Regions from separate parts of the Mus musculus genome. Here region 2 is linked to region 1. The links are chromatin contacts, called in public HiChIP or PLAC-seq maps. All regions are on one chromosome and are shown on one strand. Each heading gives the region's core, a stretch centred on a gene start, on an enhancer-like site or on the middle of the called end of the contact. The rest is flanking DNA. Distances are from core to core; before and after follow the strand shown. Region 1 holds the start of Map2k6 (mitogen-activated protein kinase kinase 6). Region 2 has its middle 70 kb from the start of Gm30158.

Region 1 (6,478 bases), core at 2,482-4,981:
TGCAGAAGGTCTTGGAGCGCAAGATGTGCTAAGTGCTGTGCTGGGCACTGAGAATTAGGGGCATTGGACAAATCTCTGATCTCTAGGATCAGAGCCACCTGCGGAGACACACAGATAAAGGAACACTTGTCAGCCCTGAGATGAGTCTTGGGTAAGACCCACAGGTGAGGTATTACAGAATTAGAAAGTGCACCCAGTTCATAGAGAGGGTGCTGGGAGGGACAGCCTCGATACGCAGAGCATAGTGAGAATAGTCAAGGACAAATCAGAACCATCAGCTAATGAAAGAGTCTTTCGGGTAGAGGGTCAAGTACATACAAAAGAGCCAGAAATCCTGCCTTCTCCCGGGTACGGTATCAGCCTGGGGTGAGAAATGACCCAGGAAGTTCTGTAGGGCTCAGGCATGGAACAGCCAATGGCGCGCTATATCAAGAAGTTGGGGTACTGGCTCTGAATATAAGTAGAACTTGTCAGATTTGCGTTTTAGAAGGATCTGAAGTCGGGAAAATAACAAGATAAACCTTCGGTGAACCTGTGAAGAAATCACCGGAATTTTTCTCTTGCTTTCGCACACTACCTCAATCCAGCAGAGCAAGGGAACAATTTCTTGACCGTGCATGGAGGGAAGGGAGGAGAAAGACTTCTTTCCCACCAAGGGAAGAACCTCTTTTCTAAACCTTTTCAGGGAGCTTGAATTCCCTGTCCTTCCAGCAGCCCGCTCAGAACTCAGGATCTCTAAGACAAACGGCCCACTCTGTCATTTCGCAGTCTATGGTTCGGCTGGCTTAGGGTAAAAGGGTGCTTTGTGTACGTGCGTGCGTCTGCAGATGCTCAGCGCCTGTTGCCCCTCACGTTGTCTCCGTGGAGAGTGAGTGGCAGATTGATTTGCAGAATGCGCTCCATTTACGGGCTGTAGCGACTGTGCGCTCATTCAGACAAAGAACATGCCAAATCGCAGCAGCAGCAGGGATGCGCCACACCAGCTGAGATTAGAAGTCTTCTAGGGTGGCTGAGATGGTTCAGCTGGTAAAGGCAATTAGCATCAAGTCTGCTGACCGGAGTTTGATTCCCAGGACCCACAACGGTGGAAGGAGAGAACGATTTCCTGCTAAGTTGTCTCTCCCGTGACCTTCACATATGCTCCATGTTAGGCATGTATACAAATGTGTGTGAGTGTGTGCAGGCACACGTCTGCGCACTGAATAATTGTATGCACACTAAATAACTGTAACAAAAGAATGGAACTCTCTTTACAAATAGGAGCAGGCTCATTAAAGAGCTAGCTACGGCAGTTGCTGACAATACAAATGGACAGGCAGCTCTAGGTGGTTGCTCAGGCTAAGCCAGTCTGCATGAAGCTGTCTCAGGACCTGTAGGAAAACTGGTGTTCCTGTCATTGTTCCAGAAGGAAGATGGGGGTGTGTTGAAATGGATCACTACACATGTATGTGGTGGTTCAGTGAGACTTTAAAGGCCCACGAAGGAGGAGGCTCTAAGCCTGCTTATATGCAGAAGGAAGGTGGGAAGGTATAGCAGGGAGTAGACCTGACAGAGAAGGCAAAAGAAAGTCCTTACAAGTGGACACATGGAACAGAAAGCTCTTCTCTCACAGGCAGATGCTGCCCCCTCTGTATGTGAAGTCGCCTTGATTAATTTTCCTGAACATCAGTAAAGGAAGCCAGGAATTGTGGGAAATGCCTATAACCCCCAGCACTTCAGGGGCACAGAGGCAGGAGAATCACTGTAAATTCTACACTGAGTTGTAAGCCAGCCAGCCAAGGCATGATCTCAAGAATTAAAAACAACAACAACAACAACAACGACGACGACGACGACGACGACAACAACAACAACAAAAGAATGTCAGTAAAGGTCAGAGGGTGTAACTTATGCCTTCCTCCCCCAATTGAATGCATTTTTATTTTAAGAGCTGATTTGCTAACTTGTGGTGGGATTGGGCAGAGGCAGGAGGATTACAGATTCAGACTCTGTCTGTGTTACAGACTGGGTTCAAAGGCCAACCTGAGTAACTCAGCTAGATCCTGCCTCAAAAGGAAAAAATAAAAAAATAAAAACCAAACCAGGGCTGTGGCTTATTGGTAGCTTGCAAGCCTGGAATGCCTAAGGCCCTAGATTCAATCTCCAGCATTGCAGGGACAGGGGTGGGGAGGGGGCAAGGGTGGGGCGGAGGGGGGGGGGAGGAGAGGACACATGGTAGCTTTCTCTCTGATTCCGGCATTACTCAGATGGTCCTGGCTTCCTAGAATTCTTAATACAATTCCAGACATTTTCATTAGCAGCCCTCACACATGAATCTTCTCTCAAAGTGGCTCTTGTGGCTTTCCACAATTGACCTGACCTATCTCTAGCCTCTCCCAGTTCCAACCCACCTAGATCACTAAGGGAAAATTTACATTCTTAAAGCAATGCTTTGATTAAGTTCCCCGGTTTCAAAACCATTTATCTCCACCCTCGAGCTTCTGAGTTAAGGCCAAGCTGTTAAAGCCCTGTAATAATCCCGCACACCCAGTATATTCTGACCACCACCACGCTTGTATACAAGGCAACCTGGTACTCTCAGTGTCCCAGGAATGGACAGGTGGCCCTTACTCCCCCACTGATTTGCCTATAGATCAGATGCCTGAAACCACCGTTCCCTCCCTATTCGCTCTGAAAGAACATTCCTGAAGGTGTTCTACTAGGCGCAATGGAAGCCAAGCCCGAGCTCTCTGCCTCGAAATGAAGTGGGTGGGAAAGGGGTGGAGGTGAGGGTGGGGGTGTTGCGATTTGTACCCCTTTCAGGGAAGGTTTGCATCTCCAACTGCCCAGTGAAGCGGGAGGCTTTCCCCCACCAAGACACAGTCCAGCTCTAGGCTCAAGCACTGCAGGAAAAAGGAAAAATCCAAAGCCTGGGAAGATGCCTAGCAAACTCTGGACTTCCAACAAACATCTCTTGATGGTATTGAAAAACATTCAAGATAGTAGACTTTATTCACGTAAGGTTACTGTTCTCCACCAGCCGCCCTTTCTTCTCAAGGCCAGGGACTTTTTCCTTCATCCCCGCCTGCCTCAGGCAAGAAAAAAAAAAAATCAAATACCTTAATTTTGATTAAAATTGGCCTTTGATATATATGAAACAAATTTTCCTGTCTAACTGTGTAAGAAATGAGAAACTTCGTAAATCTCTCTTCCTTAATCCCTATCCAGCATTGAAATTCTGCTTTCTTGAAAAGAACTGACCTGGATCGCTTCTTATTAAAAAAAAAAAAAAAAAAAAAAAAACTTTGTATCTTGTCTGAAGAGTCAAATCACCCCAAAAATCTCCATTCAAGAAAAATGTTTGTTGTGAAATGAGATGTCAGGGTGAACGGTCTACAGACAGAGCAGTTCACAGATACTGAGCCGGTTTAAAAAAAAAAAAGCCACATTGAACCCCCAATTAGACCTTAGTCTAGGGGTGCCAAAAGCGTCTTCGCTACCCCTGTGCTCTCTAAGCTGTTGATTCAGGGGTTTTTCTAGAACAGAAAAAGCCTCCTATCATGGACCGCGCTGTTTGTCACCCTTCCCTTACTAAAGAGTGTACGTGCGATGTTTATCTGAGATCTCTGTCGCGCTTAGTCAGTCATCTAGCTCAGCCACCTACAGGAGCACGTTTCCTTAAATCAGAGACGCGTGGACTCTACAGGAGAACTACACTACCCAGCAGGCCTCGCGCCTTTCGCAGGAAGGACGTCTGCGCACTAAGATACTCAGTTCCAAGTTTGGAGCTTTTAGCTGCCAGCCCTGGCCCATCATGTAGCTGCAGCACAGCCTTCCCTAACGTTGCAACTGGGGGAAAAATCACTTTCTAGACTGTTTTGCAAGGTGTGCAATTCCACCTTGACTCCCTGAAAGTCCATCTGCTGCATCGGTCAAGAGAAACTCCACTTGCATGAAGATTGCACGCCTGCAGCTTGCATCTTTGTTGCAAAACTAGCTACAGAAGAGAAGCAAGGCAAAGTCTTTTGTGCTCCCCTCCCCCATCAAAGGAAAGGGGAAAATGTCTCAGTCGAAAGGTAAGAGACTGTTTGCATTAGTTGCAAAAAATGCAAAGGCTTATGCATGCATTCGTGAATGCATGGATGCAATTTTCGCCCGGCGATTGCATTTTTAAGTTTGAGGTTTGCCACAGCTCAGTTGCATTTCCTGTTTAGTGTGTGTCTTTTTCTTTCTTTCTTCCTTTCTTTTCCTTTTCTTTCCTTTTCTTTTCCTTTTCTTCTCCTTTTCTTTTCTTTCTTTTCTTTTCTTTTTTCTTTTTTTGCAGACACAGAGAGTTCCTGTAAGGCAGGGCTTGCAGTTGAGCTGTGCATTGACATTATTTGCATTCTTCTGCTAGGATTACCGAGCCTTTCTGCCTTTTGCACGGTCAGGAGAGATATAGCAGGTTGGTAGCGTCCAAATGTGCAATGCTTTATATAATAGTACATTTCTTTAGTATGCACGCATATTCACAGTAATTTTGTGTGCAACAGGAATCCAAACTTTCAAAAAGTCTCAGAGGTGAAGATGAAAGGCAAACCTCGCTTTAAACTAGCAGGAAATTTCTGTGATCTTCTATTCTTTGGGGGGAAGGAACCACTGCGGTGGCAGCATTCAGCTTACATTTTTATTGATTTCGCTGTGGACATTAGGCAACTTTTGATTTTTTAAGGGAAGTAAAGGTGAAGTCTGGAGAGCAGTGTATTATTATTATTATTTAAAAAAAAAAGTCTTGCTCTTCCGAGGTTTTATACTTTGTATCAGTTGCTTGCAGAGGGGAAGACCTCAATGTGTTGGCCATTTGGAAGATGCTTTTGTGTGTGGGGGAGGATTTCAGGGGGTGAGCGTGTTTGTGAGCATTAGAGCAAACCTGAGACTTTACTGTCTCATTGGCAACTACAGTGAAATCTTCTAAGTGTGTAACTGCATAGACTTGGTCAGAAGTTCAGGACTATGGTTGCCTTCTTTTTCTTTTTCAAATTTAATTAAAAAAATGTTTTGTAAGGTTGTATTTTGCAAACTTACTGATGTTCTGTAGAGGGAACTAAAAAAAAAAAAAAAAAAAAAAAAAAGTCCTGCATGGAGAAACTGCAGAGCTGCTTAGGTGCCTGCTGGAAGACCTTTAATGGCTTGTTTCGAGAGCAATCTTCCTTAACATAGAGAAATCTGATGGCATCTGAGAAAAGCCCCAAAATGAAGAGGTGTGCTAGGTTAACTGGGGCCACCTCTAGAGCAAGATCTGGGGACATTAAAGTATCCAATAAGCTTTGGCCACACTGTGTTTGGAGGTGTGATACCATTTAATTCTACCGGATGAACACGATGTATCTGATCCGGGGAAGAAAAGGATTGCTCTTCAGAATTTCAAGTAAGATTGTTTATGGTTGTTCTTTATTTGTTTTGTGTTTAATGTTAGGGGAGGAGGAAATATTTTACCTGTTTCAGAAATGTGCAGATGAACCTAGAAGTTGGCTTTTTTTTTTTTTTTTTTTAAGGTGTGGATATTCCTTAGCTTGGGAAAACCCAAACTCTTGAGCAGAGAATTCAGAGAGTACAAAAGTCAGTCCATGCTATAGCAACACTAAAGAGATAACTTCTAGTTCCTTTGTATTTGGTAAACATGCACTCATGCATTCAATTCAGCTTAATATATGTATGTATGCAATACATGCTTATGTCTGGATACATGTATGCATAATTATTTGTGCATGCACATGCATATTTGCATGTATGTGTTATGTGCATAGAGTTTGGGGGTACATGAGAATATTTAAAATGAAGTCTTTTTCTCCAAGAATTAGCGTCTGGTTTGAGAAAGTAAGAATGTGAGGACATTTCTGTGACACAGATTGGGCCAGTGAGATGGCCCCATGGGTAAAGGTGCCTGCTGCCAAGCCGACTATCTTAATTCCATCCTCCAAAGCCAAATGGCGGAAAGAAACTCCTACAAGTTGTCCTTTGACCTCCACAGTTCACCACGCACACCCCCCTACATACAGAATAAGTAAACAGAATTATAATAAAAACATTTAAAAAAAAAACCCAGCTATTGAAGAGAAACGGGCCTACCACAGTTTCGAGGCAATAATGATTCTTTTATTTGGTGAGTTGTAAGGAAGCTGCAGGAGGAAGGCTATAGGTACTGAGATCCAACTGACCTTACCATCACCCAGTTTGGACCTTGGGCTCTAAAGTAACTTCCTCTCTCCATAGTTTCTGGTCTTACTTGTAAGATAAATCACTTTCCCCGAAGGTCATGTTTTTTTTTGTTTGTTTTTTTTGTTTGTTTGTTTGTTTGCTTTTTCTTTTTCCTTTGGAAGCTAACAGGGAGGTATGTATACACTCTTGATCATGAATCAAGGATGGGTGGTCCTTCATGTTAGTTTCCATTTATGTAGATGAACTTCTTCTACCAGACCTTGCTTGCAAACTATATCTGGTATGAACATGAGGGTTTGTT
Region 2 (6,478 bases), core at 1,942-4,441, 1.0 Mb after region 1:
CATGGCTCAGTGAATAAAGGCACTTTGCCTACAACCACAGACTGTAGCAGACAGAGGTAGGAGAATGACTGGGGCATGCTGGCCACCAGCATGAGTCTAGATTCTCTGAGTGATGCTGTTTCAAGGGGGGAAAAAAAGCAAAAAATGATAGAGCATGAACACAAATATGTGAAAACACAGAAAAACATGAAAACGAGGAAAGAAAACAAAGACTGACAAATGATGCACACAGACACATGAACAACACACACACACACTTTTGTCACTATTGACACTGAAACATCACTACTCCATGGTAGAACATAGGTTTGGACAAGCTGATCACATGTACACTGGGAAGAACACAAATCCTTTAAAAAAATCATTAATGTTTGCATGAAGCATCAGGATGTTTGGAACTCAAACCCATCCTGGAATCCTTCTGCCACCCAATCAATCAATGATCAGACCCTGATGCTTGGTTACTCACCATCAAAACTATATCCAGATACTGAAGATCAATGTGTATAAGATTCCCTAAGGTCCTTTCTACCCAAACTCTGCATGAAACATCATTTGCTTCTACCGCACAGTCATGTCAACAAGCATTAAACTCAGCCCCAGAAAACTTTGTATTGACTCTCTGAGCTGATATGTGCAATGCATACTCATGAATGTTTCATATTCAGTGGAAGAAAACACCGCATTTGTGAGCTAAACTTCACACTTTGCCAATAGTTTATTTGCACTTATTTTTATCTGCCTCTTGGGGGGTTGATGAGAAGCCAATACACTAAAACTCAATAAATGTGCCCGTACGATTCTTCCTGGCTTGGGAAACAACTTCTCAGTTCTAGGCACATCTCAAATAAATATTTGCAAAGCAATCTGGTGCTTAAAATACCTCAGCAAATTGATGTTCAAAGTCAGAGAAAAATGCTCAGAACAGAATTCTCAGTATGCCTGTGTGTGTCAGCCTCAGTCACAAGGTCCATTCACTATTGTAGACTCAATGAATCAGTCTAACTTCTCAGTATGTCTCACCTAACCTAAAACCTTGGGGGAAAGTTTAAGTCAAGTTGAATATCATGAAAGTATATTTGAATTTTGTGGCATTTTTTGTTAAACAAAAGAAAATTGGGGAGGGGGTGAGCTTATATATTGGTGCTGACAGGCCACATCACAGTTGATTTGGAATAGTCTGTGGCAAACATTTCTATTGGCTTGGCAATTTGCCTCATCAAGAAAGTGTCAGAGAAAATTTTCTCAAGACAGATAATGCTAAGTCAAAAAGCCACCCTAGTCTAGATTTTCCTCTCTTGAGGACTTGGCTGCCAATGCCATTGACCCACATTATACCCAGAAGCCTCCTCCCCTGCTGACCTTACCAGAGCCCTCATTTCCTGGGAAGTGAGGGTCAGTCTAACAGCCTGACTTCACAACAATTAAGTGAAGTTAGGAGAACATGGAGACCACTCCAAACAGAAGCCAGAGCGTCAGCACTTTGGACAAGTCGGAATATTTATTTCCTCTCCACAGCGGTGGCCATCACAGGTGCATTTGCCTTCTGCCCTAGAATGCCCCCTTGGTCACCATCTGAGTTACTGTTAGCCCATTCCAAGTTCAACTTGTCAGTGAACTGAAAAGGTGTATAGTTAGGTCAAAGACATCCCCATGCTTGGGTGTATCTATCTGTCTGCCTTTCTTCCTTTTTCTTCCTTCCTTCCTTCCTTCCTTCCTTCCTTCCTTCCTTCCTTCCTTCCTTCCTTCCTTCCCTCCTGTCTTTGCAGGAATTATTTCTTTAGTTCCACTCCCTCAATCCAATGTGTAAAATAACTTTAAAAAATCTATTTAAAATGTCAGATGTAGAGAGTGTCTTTTATGAACTGTACAGGAAAATGTACAAGTCTAGTGTATTGAATAAAAAAGAATAGTGCAAGATAACTTGCAAATTTAATATACATTCCTGAAGCTCTACTATAGAGCTTGATAATTTTTGAGTTCAGAAACACTTCTTATAGTTTCTGTTTGCTTGCTTGTTTGTTAATTTTAAAGAGGAGATGCCATGAAATTCCAGTATAACATACCTATTGTGTTTGAAATGAGTTGTTAATTCAATTCTTTTGCTTAAAGACTTCAGACTGCTTTACATGCAACAAAACTTAAACATGATGGAGAATAACACACTATTCTTTTTTATCCTCAAACAGAAAGCTGTACTTTGGATTGTGTGACAATTCAGTGAGAAAGGGAATTATCTTGACCCAGCTCATGAAAGAATATATTTATCACTTAGAAGATTTATGCATGTTATATTCTTGCTATGTCCCTTGGCACACGCATCATCGCCTAGATAAAAGACTGGTCCTCCCTCTCTCTTTTCCTCCTCCCTCTCCCAGAGGCTACCTCTGACACCCTCCTAATAAACCTTCCATGTGAGATCTGTTGCATGGTGTGATTTGTTTGGGACCATGCCGCTTATTTCTAACAGCAATAATAAGACTCATTCTCATTTCTTAATGAACCTATTCCATAAACCAGTAAATTAAGTGGATATGGATTCCAGTCCCTGCCAATCAAAATAGCAGGTGGTAAATCAGTATCACCTGTGAAATGTTCTGCTTGCCATTTAATCCACAGTGGAGAAAAGGGACTGTGAACTATGATTTCTTGAAATGGACATTTTTGTTTGTCTCTTTGAGTATAAATAATGCAGAAGGTTTTTTGGTTGGTTGTTTGGATTTGTTTTGTCTTTCACAAAATATGATCTGTCAAGGAAATAGAGTGATTAGTTTTTATGAGAATTTCACAAATACATATGAGAGAGATTCAAACAGGACAAAAAGGTGACACCAAATTTCATGAAGTGAAATTTGGTCTCCTAGCTCAGAGTCTAGTGACCAACAAATTTCAAATGAGATTTATCCACATATAGGGATGCCATTTCAATGACTTCAGAAAATAACATGAAGTTGGGATTGCAGTTCAAATGTAAAGAATCATGGAGTAACAGAGAGAGAGAGAGGGGGGGGGAGAGAGAGAGAGAGGGAGAGAGAGAGAGAGACTGTTCTTTACATTCCCTGGGGTTTGGTGCCTCCAGATTTGGCAACATGAGCAAGAAGAGAACTGAGGAGCAGCAGACCATTCTTGTCTGTGACTGTGGGATTTATTTCTGTTTGCTTCCTCTGTAAAACCAGTCTCCTGACCACATCTTGAAAAGTTCTCTTTTGTAAGATGACATCTTTGATCTGCCAAAGTGTCAGGCAAAGGCATGGAGGGGACTGGGCTTCCTCTTCTTCAGATTGCTGCCCTTGAAAGGTTTTTGGGAGATCACTGCAAAGGAGGACATTTCCATAAAAGCAGGCACAGGATATTGCTGGTTAAAATATTAGAGGTCTTCTTGTGCACTTAGGTGATTAATAAATTCATCTTCTTCACCAGAGGGACCTGAATGCCTGAGTGAGCACAAATCCTTGCATGATTTATGAAGATGTATGCAACAGGTACTTGTTGGAGAATGGAAGTCTCTGTCCCTGCACAGGACATTCACTGCTACCTGGTCCAATGCAGGAGCAGAGCTCTGTGTCCATTGCTTCACATCTGTGCTTCTGGTCCTGTCATTTTCTCCATTTGAACTTCCTGCCCCTTCTTAGTAACCAAATCATTTTCTCTGCATCCAAATAAAGTCTACAGTTTGGCAGAATGTGTTCTGGGCAAAGAAATCAGATCGGAGACAATGAGAGAGGTGAGAGAGAGAGAGAGACAGAGAGAGAGAGAGAAAGAGAGAGAGAAAGAGAGAGAGAATGGAAACAGGCTAGAGAGAGCTAGGTAAGTTTAGGACCTCAAAAGGCATTTGGCCATGAGAGTGAGAGTTTTTATTAGTCATTTTAATAGCACCCACCTCCTCCTATACTTATGTCTAGCTTCCTTAAATATAACTCTTATGGGGAGCGGCTTTATGTTAATTGGCTTCCTCCATATGTTAATCTTGACCACCCTCCTCTCTTACCTCTCCTCTGTCACATTATCACAAATAGGGCACACGTCCTGGTCATTGTGCCCCTTAAGTAGTGTCGTGTGTGTGTGTGTGTGTGTGTGTGTGTGTGTGTGTGTATTTGTAGTTTATCCCTTTTCACTGTGCTTTCTGTGTTATTTACTTTCGGTATTTTAAGCAAAAGGAATTATATTTCAAGGATCATTACCACCTGGTAAATATCCTCTATCTGAAGTTAGCAGCACATGCTAACTCAAACATTAAAGGGCAATGATACAAACACTAAGTTTAACTTTCCTACTCAACATTGTGTAACACTGAAGAGAAATTAGCTCATTCATAGACCAAATATCAGATCTCACAATTCTAGGGAACATGGGCTTCCACCACTAGCACCTCCTCTTTCTTAAAGACAAAGAATAGTTTCCTCCTAGTTGGATACAGGGCTGTAATTAGTCCTAGCTAACTGAAAGTAAGCAAAATTGCTCTGTCCAGTTCTTGAAACATATCCAACAGAAGGAAACAGTTTTGTCATCCAATGTACAATCTAAGCATGGAGCATAAGCAAACATTCTGGGATTTAAAAGAGCCTAAATCTTGTGGATGGTTACCATCCACCTACAGACAAGGATGTAAAGGATGCATGTTAAAGAAGAAGAAACAATGAAAATTAACTTTTATTTTCCTTTTTGAAAAAATGACTGGTGTGAGGCACTGTGTCAGGGTAGTACTTGGCGTGTAAGAATGGGGAGCTGAGTTTGAATATCCAGCTCCATGTGAAAAGCCAGGAGAAACAACAAGTGTTGTATGTAACCTCACTGATGGGCAGGCAGAGCCAGGACAACCTCAGGGGCTCACTGGACAGCCAAGCTGGTCAAGTTCAGCAAGAGGTCTTGCCTCATAACATAATGTGAAGAGTGACAGAGACATCTGACCTTGACCTCTAGCTTTTACATGAATGCGTGCCACCATGTACATGTGTGCCCCTCCCCACACACAAATAAATAACAATAACACACAAATAAATAAACAATCCCCAGGGGTTTAAATTTGTATGGCTTATCTTTGAATGTTATTCTGAAGTCTCCATCTGAAACTGGACTGTCCAAATGACTCATTTGCCTTTGATCTTTCTGGATTACAGTAATGTCTCTTGCAAAATCTCTGTAGGTCCAGGTGCTATATATGATAAGGTGAAACTTCACAGTCCTCTGGGCTCTAAAATCTTCTGTCTGAAGACATCTGTGGAGTTGACATTTTCCCCCCTCAGGAGTTAAATGGAAACCAGACAAAAATCAAGTCACTCGAATATAGCCACTGTATACTGTAAAGTGTGTCTGTGTGTCTGTGCGCATGTCTGTCTGTCTGTCTGTGTGTTTGCTCGTATGTCTGTGTCTGTCTATGTGTTCTTGGACAAAGGCAGCTATCTATTTACCTACTCGCTGTTGGTTTTTGTTGTTTATTCACACTGGATGAGAAATTTTAACAACTGAAGAGTTGATGTTTCCCTTAGAAACCAAAGTGATAGTGTATGTGATAGACTTGGAAGGAAGATGTTCAGGAGAACTTTTAAGGCATTTGTAAGCCTTTCAATGAAGGTGCTAGGAACTGAACTCAGGTCCCTTGCAAGATCAGCAAATGTTTTAAAAGCACTGAGCCACTTCTCTAGCCCCCAGAAACCGGAGGATTAAAGATGTTGAGCAATTTTCCTTGGTTATGCAACTCCGAACTAAATGGTGAAACCAAACTCAGACCCAAACACGTTCTCCTTCCTCTCTCAAGTGCTAAAAATACTTACTCCAATTCTGATATCTCCAGAGGATGAAAATGCAGCCTGGACATTACCTAAACAGACGTGTCATTGGAAAGCTTACCCTAACAATGGGATCCTGGCTTCCTGGAACACTTCAGTTGTTAAAATGCCCCTTTGAAGGAAGAAATTTTTCTCTTTAGTTTTATGCCAAAGGTAGAAGAAAAGCCTGCCTTGCCTAGGGCGGTGAAATCACTTCCTTGATAATTTCTACCTCTGAACCCTTCTCCTCCAAAGACTTATATCTTATTCTTCTTTGTCAAGGACAAGGTACAACTTAATGCCTTTCCATGGTTGAATGTGTTAGGTCACTAGAATTAGGTGTGTGGGTGGGGTAGGATGGTACTGAGCATATTGAGAAGTCTCTGTGATGTCTAGTGATGTGGCTATGTAGGGTATGTCTAGCTATGAATCAGGCTGTCCAATGAAAGATAACTAAAGGAAAATATTGAGTATAGTTCCTTCAGAGTCCTCTCTGTGTACCTAAAGCATAGATAATCTGTGAATATAGATGGGGTATCCAGGTGATTTCAGAATGAAAGAAGGTGTTGTTAATAAAGATAAGGTGTGGAAGTCTGGCCCATGCAAAGCAAAAGAATATGCTTGCGTATGTAGGTATGTAACATCTCTCCACTTAGATGTCGCATCTAAAGCAGTATGGCCAGGGGAGACCTTATTGAATATTTTGTACTTTG

What was found. HiChIP or PLAC-seq counts read pairs in DNA pulled down with a chosen protein or histone mark.
Region 2: a contact with region 1 is called in an H3K27ac HiChIP or PLAC-seq map of microglia, with 10 times the contacts expected there. The contact joins the enhancer-like site here to the promoter of Map2k6 in region 1. A contact is called at or near these places in 10 of 39 promoter capture datasets (the 3T3-L1 cell line, the C10 cell line, cranial neural crest and 6 more), 1 of 115 datasets of contacts at active chromatin or transcription factors (microglia) and 3 of 9 other capture datasets (embryonic stem cells, liver and macrophages).

What each region holds. Positions count from the first base shown.
Region 1 is chr11:110,395,371-110,401,848 of GRCm38.p6, forward strand. Map2k6 (mitogen-activated protein kinase kinase 6) reads left to right here and starts at 3,732. Exons shown (of 12, transcript NM_011943.3): 1 at 3,732-4,055. The coding sequence starts at 4,040.
Region 2 is chr11:111,439,295-111,445,772 of GRCm38.p6, forward strand. No RefSeq gene overlaps it. Among named protein-coding and RNA genes, the nearest start is that of Gm30158, 70 kb to the right of the region's middle. Within about 2 kb of position 3,192, at least 7 of the 459 cell types and tissues checked have an H3K27ac peak or open chromatin away from gene starts, as enhancers often do. A contact at or near this core is called in macrophages and microglia, where this site is marked.